Regions from separate parts of the Mus musculus genome. Here region 2 is linked to region 1. The links are chromatin contacts, called in public Hi-C maps. All regions are on one chromosome and are shown on one strand. Each heading gives the region's core, a stretch centred on a gene start, on an enhancer-like site or on the middle of the called end of the contact. The rest is flanking DNA. Distances are from core to core; before and after follow the strand shown.

Evidence for each region. Hi-C and Micro-C count contacts between places; a contact is called where the count stands out from the background.
Region 2: a Hi-C map of cortical neurons shows a contact between it and region 1, with 2.8 times the contacts expected there. The contact joins two enhancer-like sites. A contact is called at or near these places in 14 of 484 Hi-C or Micro-C datasets (the AML12 cell line, the C2C12 cell line, cerebral cortex and 10 more), 1 of 115 datasets of contacts at active chromatin or transcription factors (embryonic stem cells) and 2 of 9 other capture datasets (adipose tissue and pancreatic islet).

The regions. Positions count from the first base shown.
Region 1 is chr8:86,472,316-86,479,443 of GRCm38.p6, reverse strand. No RefSeq gene overlaps it. Among named protein-coding and RNA genes, the nearest start is that of Abcc12, 91 kb to the left of the region's middle. Within about 2 kb of position 3,188, at least 34 of the 459 cell types and tissues checked have an H3K27ac peak or open chromatin away from gene starts, as enhancers often do. A contact at or near this core is called in cerebral cortex, cortical neurons, neural progenitor cells and 1 more, where this site is marked.
Region 2 is chr8:86,531,782-86,538,909 of GRCm38.p6, reverse strand. Abcc12 (ATP-binding cassette, sub-family C (CFTR/MRP), member 12) reads left to right here. Exons shown (of 29, transcript NM_172912.4): 13 at 384-587; 14 at 3,902-4,036; 15 at 4,147-4,222; 16 at 4,319-4,387. Among named protein-coding and RNA genes, the nearest start is that of Abcc12, 31 kb to the left of the region's middle. Within about 2 kb of position 2,484, at least 88 of the 459 cell types and tissues checked have an H3K27ac peak or open chromatin away from gene starts, as enhancers often do. A contact at or near this core is called in cerebral cortex, cortical neurons, neural progenitor cells and 1 more, where this site is marked.

The DNA.
Region 1 (7,128 bases), core at 1,939-4,438:
TCACATGCATGAGGGGTAGCAGAAACCTTGGGAGGTGTATGAGATCGACAGGGTAAAGAGCAAACATGTTCAAGAATGGGTTCGCTTTGTTTTGTTTTGGAGGTAGTGTATCAGACAGAACTCTGGTTACAAATGACTGAACGGAGTCAACGGCATTTAGAAAGGCAGAAAGAAGGCTGGGTATGGTGAGGCACAACTTTAGTCTTAGCACTCAGGAAGTAGGGCAGGCAGAACTCTGTGAGTTTGAGGCCAGCCTGCTCTACATATCTAGCTCCTGGCTAGGCAATGCTGAGCAGTAAGACTTTATCTCAAAAAGAAAAAAGAAAAAGAAAAAAAAAAGGGAAAAAAGAAAAAGAAAAAAAAAGGCAGAGGGAAAGGAAAGTTTTACTAGGGATAACCAGAGACATAAGGTGAGGGTGGGTGGCCTCACGTGTGGTCATACAGCTGAGTCTAGCTGCTTTAAATGTGTTAAGGATGGCAGGAAGCTCCACCCCCCTGTGGCTGTATTCTCAGGCATGCTCTGAGACTGTGGTGGCTTCAAGCTTCATTCTAGTAACTTAGAAGTCACAGCAGAAAAAGTACATATTTTTTCCTGGAGGCCAGATCCTTCCCTCCCACACTATACTTCCTATATGTACACACACACACACACACACACACACACACCATGTCCATTTATTTATGTGCTGCTTTGGGTTTATTTGAATTACAGCCACAGAGTTATAGTGACCATATGGCTTGTACAGACTACAATATTTACTATCTGGGCCTTTACAGAGAAAGTCTGCCAATCTCAGAGCCAGGAGTTAAATTCCTAAGAGCAGGGCTCTTCATCTATCAGCTTTGTGCCGTACTTGGGGGCTTAGAGCCCCTAGGGTGGTAGAAGGGGAACATAGAAACCTCAGTTGGAGGATTTTCTGATGGCTTTATTTCCCCAGCAGTAATTTTCAATTTCTCCTAAATCTAGACCAGCCCCCTTTTCATGGGGGTGTTTCTCTTTACCTGTTACACCACAAAGAGCAGAGGGGTTTGGGGTACCCACTCTTACCCCAGCCAATCAACAATTACAGAATTAAAGAGCTAAGCCCTGCTACAGAAGGGGTACATAGACACACCTAGACCAACAGAAAAGGGCAGGAAGGGGAAATCACTAGACAGGAGACCCTAAACCCAAATAAAAACCCTAGACACCTTAGAGTTGGTGGTCTCCCCACTCTGGAGCCCCTTCTGTCCTGAGAATTCTGAAATGCTTGCCGATAAGCCATGCTTTCACTTTGCTGGTTTCCTGTCTAAGTTTTTAACTGACTCACTAAGTAGCCTATATGCTAGCTGAGGCCACGCCCCTACACCTGTCGACTGTAAGCATTCACTGAGTGCTTCAGGAATTAATTAAGGCAGGGGTTGTGGGCACTCGTTTGCTATAAAGACTAGAGTGAACCATTGACAGAATTATCTCGAAGGACTTATGGAAGGACAGAAGGATTCTAGAAGGACATATTTCTCAGAAAGGGACAGCGACAGCCCGAGGCCTGAGAAGAGGGTTTTCGATCTGGATACAAGGCAACATTGCTGAGTTCCCAAAATCCGGAATGTGGTGCGCTGAAAGGCAAGGCGGTAGAAACAGCTGAAGTGTGCTTCACCGTGTGTCTGGGGAGAGGCAAATGTCTTCCGAAGCTCGGGTTGATCTTTTTTTCTTTGTATGAAGCTACAGCTCTATATTTTCCATTGTTAATTCTGTACCAGCACAGAGCTCAGTGCTGGTAGGATTTTGGGCTTGTCGTTTCTATGACGTCACCGGATTTCCTATTTCGTAAATATTCATCCGTCCTCACCTGCCTAAAGGCAATCTAGAAATGCTCAGAGGTTGTCTTGCTGCTGATTGGTTGTAATAAAGATCTGACAGCCAATAGCTGTGGCAAGAATTAGGGAGACTTTCTGATGGAGGCACTGTGGCAGGGCCACTGTGAAAGGAGGGAGCCACAGACTGCCAAATAAGGCCAGGGGGCCAAGTTCATTACCCAAACCCTAAATCACAAAATTAGTCATGAAATAATCTTTGCTTTGTCTTTCTCTTTCCCCCTCTTTGTTAACAGCTCTTTACCTCACCAAGTTGCTTATGGCTGTGATCTTTATTACAGCAGTATGGATCTAACCCAGACACTGAGTAAATGCTATCAGCTGCCTCAGGACTCTGCAGATTCATACCCATGCCCAGGCCTTCAACCTTGAGTTTACACCTTCAAGAACTGTAGGAAAGAAATGCATTTCCTTTATAAAATTTTCTACTCTTAGGTATTTTGCTATAACAATGGGTTAGTGAGGGTGTTACCAGAATGGCCTCAGCTCACACAGGTGTCCACAAGTTCATTTCCTGCCCAGCCCAGGGAAGATTGGTATTTCTGACTGCTCCCTAGGTGTCAGAGGAGAGCTAGGGGGTGGGGGTGGGGGGGACAGAAGGATTTGTCAAAGTGGACTCTGTTCTCATTTGCTCTTTGTTACTGTGATAAAACATTGGCCAAAATAGCTTGGGAAGGAAAGGGTTTATTTATTTCAACTTGCACTTCATTTTAAAAGTCTATTACTGAGGAAAGTCAGGACATGAGCTCATGGCAGGAGCTTGTAGGCAGTAACTAAGCAGAAAGCATAGAGGGATGCTGCTTAGTGGCTTGTTCCCAGGCTTACTTTCAGCTTTCTTTCATAGCTGCCTAGGGATGGTACCACCCATAGTGGGCCCTCCTACATCATCAATCAAGACAGTGTTCCACAGACAAGCCCATAGGCAAGCGTTCAGTTAAGATTCCCTCTCCCCTGTGGCTCCAGGTTTGTGTCAAGCTGACGGCTAAAGCTATGACAGGCTCCCTGTGAGATTCAGGCTCAGCATCCATCCAATGCTGAGATGAATATCCTGAAGCTCTGCTAGAATGTTTCCAATGTGCTTTTGTGGTTGTGATTTCTCTGGGAAAAGTTCCTTCAGCTGTCATCCAGTCGATGAGTCTGAGGTTTTTAAGTCATTCCCTGGGAAGAGAAAATTTCTCTGTTTGGTCAAGGATGCTGTCACATTTGTCTTACTTTGGCAGCTGTCAGATATTTGTGAGGGCATGTGGAAAATCAGAGGCATAAGCCCTTGGGTGAAGCCTGGTGGTCCACCTCCTCTCTGACAGCTCATTCTTCTGGATACGACTCTACTCAGGGCCTGGCTGCCGTTTCTTGCATCTGAACCAATGGCTGGGAGGCTCAGATTCTCTCTCTTACTAACCCCTTACTCAACGTCCCCACCACAGGGAACCCTAGGCCTCTCCGTTTTCACAATGTTGGTATGAACATAGCAATAACAGTATGTTTGCTAACCTCAGACCCTGCAAAGTCTTCCTCCTGGGGTCCTTTGCTGTCTTGTGTGCTCCAGCTTGCTGCCACTAGAGGCTGCTGTGGTCAGGGGTATAGAGTCCAAGGCAGAGCTGCTTACAAAGAGAGGAAGAGAGAAAGACAAAGCAAAGATTATTTCATGACTAATTGTGTGATTTAGGATCTAGGTAATGTACTTGGCTCCACACCTCATTTGGCAGACCGTGGCTTCCTTCCTCCGCAGTGGCCCTGCCACCGAGGCTCCATCAGAATGTCTCCCCAGTCTGACCTATTGGCCTTGTGTTGGTAGGTACAGGCGGCTGTGTGTAGCTGATGCAAGCTGTTCTCTGTGCTTCATCTCTAAACCACGACTCAGGGGGATTCTTCCTTTGAGGGGACTTTTCCAAGGATGCCGATGGGAAACTGATTCTGAGTGATGACTTTTGCGTAACAAGCATGGGAGAGAGCAAAGGAGAGTTGGGGGCTAGGCGTGGTCAGTATGTTTCTGATTCTGTAGTTCTCCATCAGGCTAAGATTAAGATAAAGGACTTGTGTAACCTATCTGAGCATTCATTTAGTACCTATTGTATGCAGGAAGTGTTGTTCCAGTTCAGTACTACTCTGGAAGCTCTCTTTGGAAAAGCAGGATGGAGATTTGGATGGGGAACTAGGGAAGAGTTGAGGGGTTTTGAAAGCATGGTTAAGAATAGCTAGGAAAGCAAGAAAACTTGTAAATTGGAGCTATTTAATATATCAGGAAATAGAACCTGGATGGGGCAACAGTGGATTCAACATGCAAGGCTTTCTTTATTCCCTGTGATTTAAAGACATGGCAGTGGAAAATGGGTCCCTGCTGAAGTCTGATTTCCCCATGTTGCTGAGCGGCCACAGTATTCTTATTGTCATTCACATCTTGGGCAGTATTTACTTAGAATGATCAATTCATCACGAAGGACATACACCAGTGCTTATCAAATGAGATCTTTGCATTCTGAAAAGACCTAAAAACAAAAAATCCAAACCAAACCAAACCAAACCAAACCAAACCAAACCAAACCAAACCAAAATCACTCTTTCTGGTTGAAAATGGATTCCAAAGGAGCAGCATTAATTACAGGGTCCCTGGGCCAATGACTTCAGTATATACTTTGGGCGCACCTACAATTTAGCCCTTTACGGTCCTTCGGTGGGTCTGTGATTTTTGTGAGGCAAAATCCAGGCAGGACTTTTGCCCACACTGTCTTTGGTTCTCCCCTAGGAGCAGAAAACTCTACAGGAGAAGATAAATAACTTGGAACTATAGTTCCTAGATCCTTGTGCAAACAGGAAGCCTTTGGCGTTTGTCTTGTGGTCTCCCTGCCGTGGTGTCTTGCCCCATGCCATGGGCCTCCCCATGCCCCATGCCCCATCTCCCATCCTCCATCTTCCCCAACCCCGCCCCCGTTTTCAAGACAGAGTGTTGAGGGATGAGTAGTCTAGAGAAGGCTTCCACTAATGCCCAAGCATATGGAAGCCTCTCATGGTCTACCCTCTGAGCATCAGGACCAACATGCAAGGGGCTGGACCTCTATTTGACATTTATGAGATGCTTGGCTAATACAGTAACCCCTCCCTCTGAACCAACAGATATCTTCCCTATCCAGAGCTGTTGACCCAGTGGTCTCTGGGAAGGAGGGTGTGATGGTTTGTATATCCTTGGACCAGGGAGTGGCATCATTTGAAGGTGTGGCCTTGTTGGAATAGGTGTGACCTGGTTGGAATGGGTGTGTCACTGTGGGTGTGGGTATAAGATCCTCACCCTAGTTGCCTGGAAGTCAGTCTTCCACTAGCATCCTTTGGATGAAGACATAGAACTCTCAGCTCCTCCTGCACCATGCCTGCCATGCTCTCACCTTGATGATAATGGATGGAACTTCTGACTGAACCTGTAAGCCAGCCCCAATTAAATGTTGTTTTTATAAGACTTGCCTTGGTCATGGTGTCTGTTCACAGCAGTAAAACCCTATCTAAGACAGAGGGGATGCATCCTATTTTGGGTCTGTGGCCCAGGGTAGGAAAGGATAGTGTGGCCAGCTTCTAACAGGTCTGGTAGAAATGAGATATTCTAAAGAGACACTTATGTCTTCAATGTGACTGTCTGACTATTGAAACAATGGACACTTCCCCGAAAATGGGCATTCCCCAGGAATCTCACACCAGGAGAAGGAAAAGGTGCCAGCTAGAGGGAGGATTCGTGTCCCAGAAAGTGAGTCCTCGAAGTTCTAACACCCTGCCAGACCACATCATAAAATGAGACTGAAGCCCAGACAAGGATGGGTCAGTGGTGGACGGGACCACATCTTGACAGAACTGTTTATATGTGCCGATCCTTGGCCCTCTGTTTAAACTTTAACCTCAGCATCCCAGCAGACAGACTTGAGGGGTTTACTGGATCTCTTTGATCCCTTGCCCAGTGTGTCCACATTGAATAAATCTTTGTCTGCTTTTCATTATTAATTTGGCTCTTTTAATTGGCTTATGGAGGATAAGTGGCCAGACCTGGCTTGGGGCACAAGTTGTGATCCTCACGTTTGATGTCTGGCTCTGTCGGGACCAGAATGCATTTTCCTTGGGCTCTCCAGGAATTCTACCAGGATGAGTGTAGAACTGAAAAACCCAGGAAGCACTGAATGGGGGCTGGTGGACAGATGGAAGACTGAATTCCGCTGGGAATGATGGCGGGGGTTTTAAGTGTTGTGGATCCTGCATGAGTTATGTATTTTCTGCTTGAAAAGCATCTGACAGGTTTTAAATGCATCAGGCTGAGCAACTTTGTCTACACACACACACACACTGAGGGTCTCAATAGGATCGCAGTCTCCAAGGATGCTTCTTTTCTGGCGTGAAATCAGGCAGGCACTTCCTCTTCCTTTGATCACAGCTCCCAGCACAGAAATCTCCGGATTTATGTAAATACAGAGATGAATTTGTATGTCTGAAAAATCACACCCTATGAGGGTTTTTAATTTTGTCCTTTTTTCTGTAGAAGGCTCAGCACTCAGAACCCTCAGATGGAAGTGACGATTGCCCCCAACCTCCTGAGGATGTTCACATAAGACACCCTGCCCAAAAGATACCATGAGATACAAGTGCCACTGCTAGCTCAGGGACAACACAGCTTTTCAGATCTCATGCTATGGCTCGAAAGTCTCGTCCCCAAAGCACAAGTGGGAAACTTAGTCTCGAGTAAAGCAGTACTGGAAGACAGGCCCAGTGAGGGGTGTTTAGGTTACAGGGCCTCGCCCTTGTGAATGGTTTGATGTTGATCATAAAAGAGCTTGAGGCTGGATTCGACTTTGTATGTGCTCTTGCCCACATGATGGTTTCTGCCGCTTTACAGAGTAGCTAGAAGGTCCTCAGCAGATATAGCCCCTCTATCTTGGATTTTCTGTTCTCCAGAACTGTAAGAAATATATTCATTTACTTTTATAAATTACCCAGCCTGTGGTATTTTATTATAGCAGAACAAACTGGATTAAAGCCTCAGATGAGTTGACATCTGCCTTTTACTCAGATTTCAATATGATTGCAACTGTCTGGGTGTGATAGCACAGGCCTAAAATTCAATCGCTTAAGAGCCAGAGGCAGGGGGGTTGTGAAAGTTCCAGGGCAGGGCAGTCTGAACTATACAGCAAACCCTTGTCTCAATAAAAGAAAACAATTTCAGCGAGGCACTGTCCTTCTGCCTCCTCTAAGGCTAGACCTAGACTTGCAGCGTCAGAGCCATTGCTCATATTTTGAAACTGT
Region 2 (7,128 bases), core at 1,235-3,734, 60 kb before region 1:
TACATTCTTCCAAAGTTCCCTGCTCCAAAACCAAACAAAAACCACAAAAACAAAACCAAAGCCAAATCTCGGTGTTAGCAATCAATAGTGGACTGTGCACCAGGAATTGGGAGTCATGTGATAGGCACCCCTTACTCAGAGTCAGAGAGAGCTGTTCTCAGTTGGCACTGTGCTTCCATGAAGTGAGGGGGTGGGGTGGGTGGAATTCTTCCAGTCAGCATTGCCTAGCGTAAGGCATGGGGGAGCTTATGTGCAGAGAGAGATAACAAGCTGTGTTGTCTCCCCGAGTCCTGAAGAGTTTTAGAATGCTCCTGATATACAAAGACCATGGGGTGGCAGGCAGACTTAATAATGATGGGCAGTGCCATTATCCCTGTCCACAGATTGGAGAGCGGGGTGTCAACCTCTCTGGGGGACAGAGGCAGAGGATCAGCCTGGCCCGTGCTGTGTATGCTAATCGTCAGCTCTACCTGCTGGATGACCCGCTCTCGGCTGTGGATGCCCACGTGGGGAAGCATGTCTTTGAAGAATGCATTAAGAAGACACTCAAAGGGAAGACAGTTGTGCTGGTTACCCACCAGTTGCAGGTGACTGGGATGTGCGTGGTCCATGAGGCCTTGGGATGAGTGCAGCACTTGATGGTCAAAGAGACTCCTGTTCTGCCTAAATATGCCATTTCCACCAGTAGGTGGCTTTACCTGAACAGGGGATTGAGATGGTAGGAGACACTGATGAGTCCTGCAGCCATCCCTAGCTTCCTGGTATTGCTACCTGCTCCTCTCTGGGTATGACTTCCTTTGGCTTAGTCTTTGGGATCAGTGGGGAGACGACTTTTCCTCCCCCATTGGGTAGATTGTGTAGGATCAATTGGCTCTGAGATCTGGGCCATTGGTGCCAAGGAAATGGGGAGCCAGGCATGGACAAGTCAGGCTCTACCCATTCTCCAGTAGGGACTTGATGGGCCTGAGGTTGGGGGTTCCTTGTCTGAGGGTCATGGAAGCTCTGTTTTCTTTCCTCACCCAGAAAGTCATGGCTCTTGTGATGAGTGGCCCAGACTCCCCAGTCTTCCCCTAGCCCAGGAAAGGCTCCTGAGGCCAGGACCAATGGGCAACGCTTCAGGGTTCTTCTGCCTTCTTAGATCCTGTTCCCATTCAAACAGTAGTCTCCCTCTGGCTTAGGAGGGTGAATCTTGCTGGAGAAAGAGACTGGGCTTATGTTAAGTGAACTGGAGGATTTGGCTGCATGGTCACAGACCTTGTTGAATCCATCCCACATACAGGTTCTGAATGCTTGGTGGGAATCTAGGGCCCCTTCTCTACCCAAGATAATTCAAGGTTACCCTCTCATTCTCTCTCTCTCTCTCTCTCTCTCTCTCTCTCTCTCTCTCTTTCTCTCTCTCTAATCTCCCAAGTCTGGGAGATATACTGCACGTGAGTATGTATTTGTGTGCGTGTGCACGAGCACGCATACCTCAAAGTAGAAAACATCCCAGAGACATTGGGAGGTGACCCGTTGGGGCACTGGTGCAGAGAGCCCCTTCTTCTTGTTCAGTAGGCCTGGTCTGGGGGGCAGGAAGCAGATCTCATTGCCTTTCAGTGAATCAGAAATTGAGGTGGTGAAGGTGTGAAGGCTGAAGCAGCAAGTAAGGTTGCCATAGCTATAGGACTTTGCAGCCTGTAGGTTGGTACCCTCTGGCTGAGGCCAGGAGGACCACCCTGAAGAGAGAGGGCCTCTCAAAGACCCAGGAAACCCAGCCCCCCACAGCTCCCCAGAATAAGCTTTAAGCATTCAAATTTTATACATGTGAGTATCTGGTTTCTTTAGCAGGTGAGCCACAGCTCTATAAAATAATGAGCCAGATTAGTTAGACAAGAACTCCTAGGTCCTCTGTAGGCCAGGGCTGAGGAAAGGAGAAGGCTGGCTGGATTCAGTCTGGAATCCCATGTTTTGCCTAGAAATGGTCTGTGGCCTAGCTAGATTCCTTAGCGTGGTTACCATAGCCCTGGCCTGTGACTATTCAGTCTGTGGCATCTGCTTGCCCTGGGAGAACTGTCTTCCGGAGGAGTCCTGGGTCCTGGAGGATGCTGCCTTGGTCCTGACAGGTGTGAGACAGAGCTGTCCCTCTATTATCCCCTCTTGGAGGATAAACCATAGCCACATGCCCAGCCCATCTTTGAAACTCACTAGCCCGAAGTATGATCTTAGGCAAGCTGGTGTTTTCCCAGAGTCTCCAGCAGTCACACCTTTCCAAGGTCATTTTAGCTCACTTTTTGCTTGTTGGGAGAGGAAGAAGGCCACCAGATGGCACCATAATCTTGATACACTCTTCATCCCATTCTTTGTGGGGGAGGGGAGGGCTCAGCCTCAAACTGCAGCCCCGGGGCTTTCCAGAACATTTCCTAGCTGCTCTGACCTCAGATGCTTTGGAGTAGCTGGCCATGACAGCCACTCATCTGTTTACTTGAGGAAACAAAGCGAGGCCAGCAGTCTGACGAGCTGCTGGAATCTACTAAGGGCTCAGCTTCCGAAGTGTTTGCAGAGCACGGCTACACAAAGCTACTTGGTGTCACCAGAGTGAGCCAAGGGCTTGCTGGCCAGAGGGACCTTTTCGGGGCCCTCCCAAGTCTGGGTGGTGGTCCCACACATAGGCAGAAAAGCCTGTAGATTGTAGTGGGCCCTGTGTGCTTCCTTTCCTCGTGTGAAAAGAATCAATGGCTTAACCGAGCTTACAGCTTTCTTGAGCTGAGAGCTGCCCGAGGTTGGGAGATAAGATGTAAGATCAGGCTGTGGAACACCAGAGGATGATGCCTGAGGTCCAAGTCTGTCTTTGAGGGAAAGGTTCTGTCAGAAGCAGAAGGTGTGTCTCCCTCCACTGGGCAGTAGGAGCCAGGTTCCTGCTTGGGCTGCCTGAGGAAGGGCTCCAGTCATGGATAGGGGAGACAGAGGCTAGAGCTATCCATGCTGCTGGAACTGCTCTGGTTGAAGCATTTGGGCACCACCCACCCCATCAGGTGTACAACTATCAGTGGTAGGCCTTTGCTTGCAGGATTCGAATCAAGTTTAGCCAAGTGGGATTTTGGCCTTGAGCAGAGTAGAAGTGCAAATCCGGGACTCTGGCCCTGCTGTGATGGCTTTCTTCTTTAGATCAAACTGTTCCCACTCTTACAGCATTTTGCCTGCCTTTAGGAGGGGACTATCTGCCCTTTGTTGGGTGGATCAATCGAGGAGTGCCCTTTCTTCTTCCAAAATAAAACGGCATCCCTCTCAGCAGAATTCTTTAATCCAAGGATTGGTGTGGATGTGAAGGGTCTCGGAATCAGAAAAACAGGGCCTGTGATATTTATTGTTCACATCGTTATTGTTCTGTTAAAGCTGGTGGGGGTGTGGCCTATGACCCGGTTTCTATTCCCCGGGCTCAGTGGGGTGGGGCTTCTGACAGGACTGGGATCATGTTTTCTGTCTTTTCCAAACCTTGGCCTCCACAATAGTCAATCAGATTTCTGAGTGGGGTAGCTCATTCACAGAGAAGAATCGAAGGAAGTTTTGATTGCCTCATTGTTGCAGCCAGAGTCCAGCTTCTGTACTGAAAAGACTGGGGACTAGCTCAGTGGTTCTCAATTGCCGCCCCCGCTCCAACCCCTGGGGCATTTGGCAGTGCTTGCAGACAATTTTGCTCATCACAACTAGGGAAAGACATCCTACTGGTAGGTAGACACCAGAGAGGCTGCGAAATAGTCTACAATGCACAGGGCAGCCCCTGAAGACAAGGGATTATTTGGTAATAGTGCCAGGATTGAAAACCCCAGTAATTCAGTGCACCTGGGAAAGCAGGCTGGGAGTTTGGTGTGAGCTCTTTCTTACCGAGGCAGTGCTGTTGTGGATGGATGCACTGTCTCTGCAGTTCCTGGAGTCTTGTGATGAGGTCATTCTGTTAGAAGATGGAGAGATCTGTGAAAAGGGCACCCACAAGGAGTTGATGGAAGAGAGGGGGCGCTATGCAAAGCTTATCCACAACCTCCGGGGACTGCAATTCAAGGTAAACTGCACACCTGCCTGGTGAGTGGGATTAAGAGTCCCGCCTCATGGCTTTCTGCCTGGGACAGGTCTGTTGGCTCACTTTCAGAAGTCATTTCATTTTATCTCCAGGATCCAGAGCACATTTACAATGTAGCCATGGTGGAGACCCTGAAGGAGAGCCCAGCTCAGAGGGATGAAGACGCTGGTACAGTCAGATGACAGTCCCCTCTCTCTCACTGCCCCTGGATCCTGAGTGGACACAGACCTTTCCATTTACTTATTATACAATTTCTCATCCTAGTCTTGGCTTCAGGAGATGAGAAGGACGAAGGAAAAGAACCTGAAACAGAAGAATTTGTGGACACAAACGGTATTTACCATCTTTTCCCTTGGCTGTGTACCTGGGAGTACATGCTAGGCATCCCCTGTCTGCATAGAGGAGGAGTGGTAAAACAGCGGTTATCGCTTTGGGAAGCGAGGACGGTGGTGTGTTGTAGAGTGTGCTCACACAGGGTAATGCCAACTGTCAACTTGACCAGGTTATGAAGACCCTTGAAGGTCTAAACCCTCTACTGGGTTCTTTCTGAGAACATTCCCAGATACAGTTGCCAACAAGGAAAACCCACTCTAAATGAGGGCAGCATCCTCTCCTGAGTTGGGACCCAGATGAAATAAAAGTGGGGAAAGAGAACCTTTAATGCATTCATCCTTTCTTTTTGTTTTGGGGTCACTGTGAGCAAGAAATTGTCCCCTCTTTTGATTAATTAATATTATCATACAATCACATCATTCCCAAATTCTGTTTCCTTCCTCTAAAACCTCCTGTGCACCCCACACTTGTTCTCTTTCATGACCTCTTTTGCTTTACTTGCTGTTGTTGTGTATATTCTGTGTATGTATTGTTAAATATAAAAATGCAATCTGTTCGATCCATACAGTGTTACTTGTATGCATGTTTTCAGGCTGACCATTTGGTTTTGAATAGCTCATCGGTGTGCCCTTCCCTGGGGAAGACGATTTCTGCTGCTCTCAGCAGTCCTTAGTTGCCTGTGGTCCTTTGTGTAAGGTTGAGGCCTCATGAACTTTCCCTTTCCACGACAGCAGGTCCGTTGGTGTCATCAATGTCCAGGTCATAAAACTGGGCACTCTTAACCTTAGTCTCTTAATCTACAGAGGAGGGAAATGATAGAATTAACTTCAGGGAAATGATAGAATTAACTTCAGGGAAATGATAGAATTAACTTCAGAGAGCCCTGCAGAGGTGAAGTGAGAAACTGTCCGTGAGGTTGCCAGCAGAGCGCCTGAAACATAATGACTTTTGGAAGTCAGGTCTAGATCATTTCCTCGTGCCACTCTGCTCTTCTCCTTCCCAAGAGGTCAAAGCAGCACGTGGAAGTGATGCAGAGGCAAGAGAAAGCCGGAGAACCCCTACTCTTCACAGGGGGCATTGAGAAAAGATAAAGCTGCAAAGGGACCGAGGCTGGATCAGGTTATACATCCATTCGACAAATACGTTGTAGACGTTGCATTGAGTGCCATGTCCTGAAACAGGCTGGGAGGGAAGAGATGCTCTGTTCCCAGGTTTTAACGTATAGCCTGGCAGAGGTCACTGGCAAATGAGTAGCAATAGCAAACTGGGATAAAGGTAGGGGGGGTTGACGTAGGAGTAACAGATAGGCTGTGGGAGGCTCTACAGAAGGGGCAATCTTTGCACTGCTCACTCAGGGATGCGTAGGAGTTTCCTAGAGATAACGTGATGAGAAGATGAGGGAGAGTGGAGGGCTTAAAGGTGAGGTTATGAGAACATTTTGGGGACAAAGAGGGAGAAATGAGAGTGAGATTGACCAGGCTGCTGAGGCTACCCTTTTTTCCTTAGATGGGTGTTATTCTTCTCTTGTCCTTAGGGCACAAACTCTGGGCCTCAGCCTGTTTAGGAACAGGGATCACAACAGGGTGGCTTCCTGCAAGAGGTCTGACCCTCACTAATATATAGCAAGAAACACACACACACACACACACACACACACACACTTTTGGTTAGGTGTGGTGTTACAGACCTGAAATCCCAGAACAAGGGAGGCAGAGGCAAGAAGATCATGTTTGAGGTTTTCCTGAATGACCACAACATATACTGTTTCTGAATCAAGGCAAGAAAATTAATAATCAAAGTGAAGTGTACACAGCTGCACACCGAAGTCAATACTCATCTTTAAAGCTCTCTTCACTTTATATATCAAGTGGAAGGCACATCTGGATCTCAGAATGTTAAAATATGAAGAAGAAAGTCTTGAGTCACTGGACTCTTATCTGTCACTGCTAAAGCTGCCTGTGAGATATGCACATTTGGAAAGACAACCTATTTTTATGGCCTGTAAGTCTCCCTGGGCCAAAGGGGATCACCAAGATACCTCTTGCAGCCTTTGTTGGGGGGAACTCTAGACTGCTCAGCATCTGACATCTTGTCAGAGGCTGGAGCGGGGTGGGATGGGGAAGGAGACAGCTGTTCCTCATGTTGCTCACCACCCACCCTTCTCTGGACAAGGAAGTAGACTGTGAAACATCACTGGAGACAGCCCCTGTCTCCCAAGGTTGGCCGCTGGACTGAGAAGTGCCTGGCATGGTGCTGAAGGGACAAGGCACATACTGAAGGCTGGGCAGCCCTCCTCAGCACCCTCTGCTGAAGTATTTTCTCAGGCTCAGGAAAAGCCCAAAGGCTTCCAGTCACTGCCCTGGATTGGCTGAAAGGACTGTTACCATTTGTGTCCTGGGTTGCTCACATATACCGCCTTATCTCATTTTGCAGCCTGAGGAGAGAGTGGAACATCCCAAAGACATTTGCAGGCTCCCGGCCACAGCATGATGGGGCTTTGTCCATCAGGTATCTGTGAGGTAGAAAAGAGACCACGGACAAAGTCCCCCCCATCCACCTGTCCTGTCACAGCAGCGCACACAGCCCAACTTGAACTCAGGAGCACTCAATAGATATAGACACACTGTATACTCATCTGTACCTTCTGCATCACATTCAGTTCTGGGAGCCAGCACAGCCCTGGACTCCCAGGGCTAAGCATTTAGGCTTCAAGTCACACGCCCCTCGGGGCAGTAAGGAGG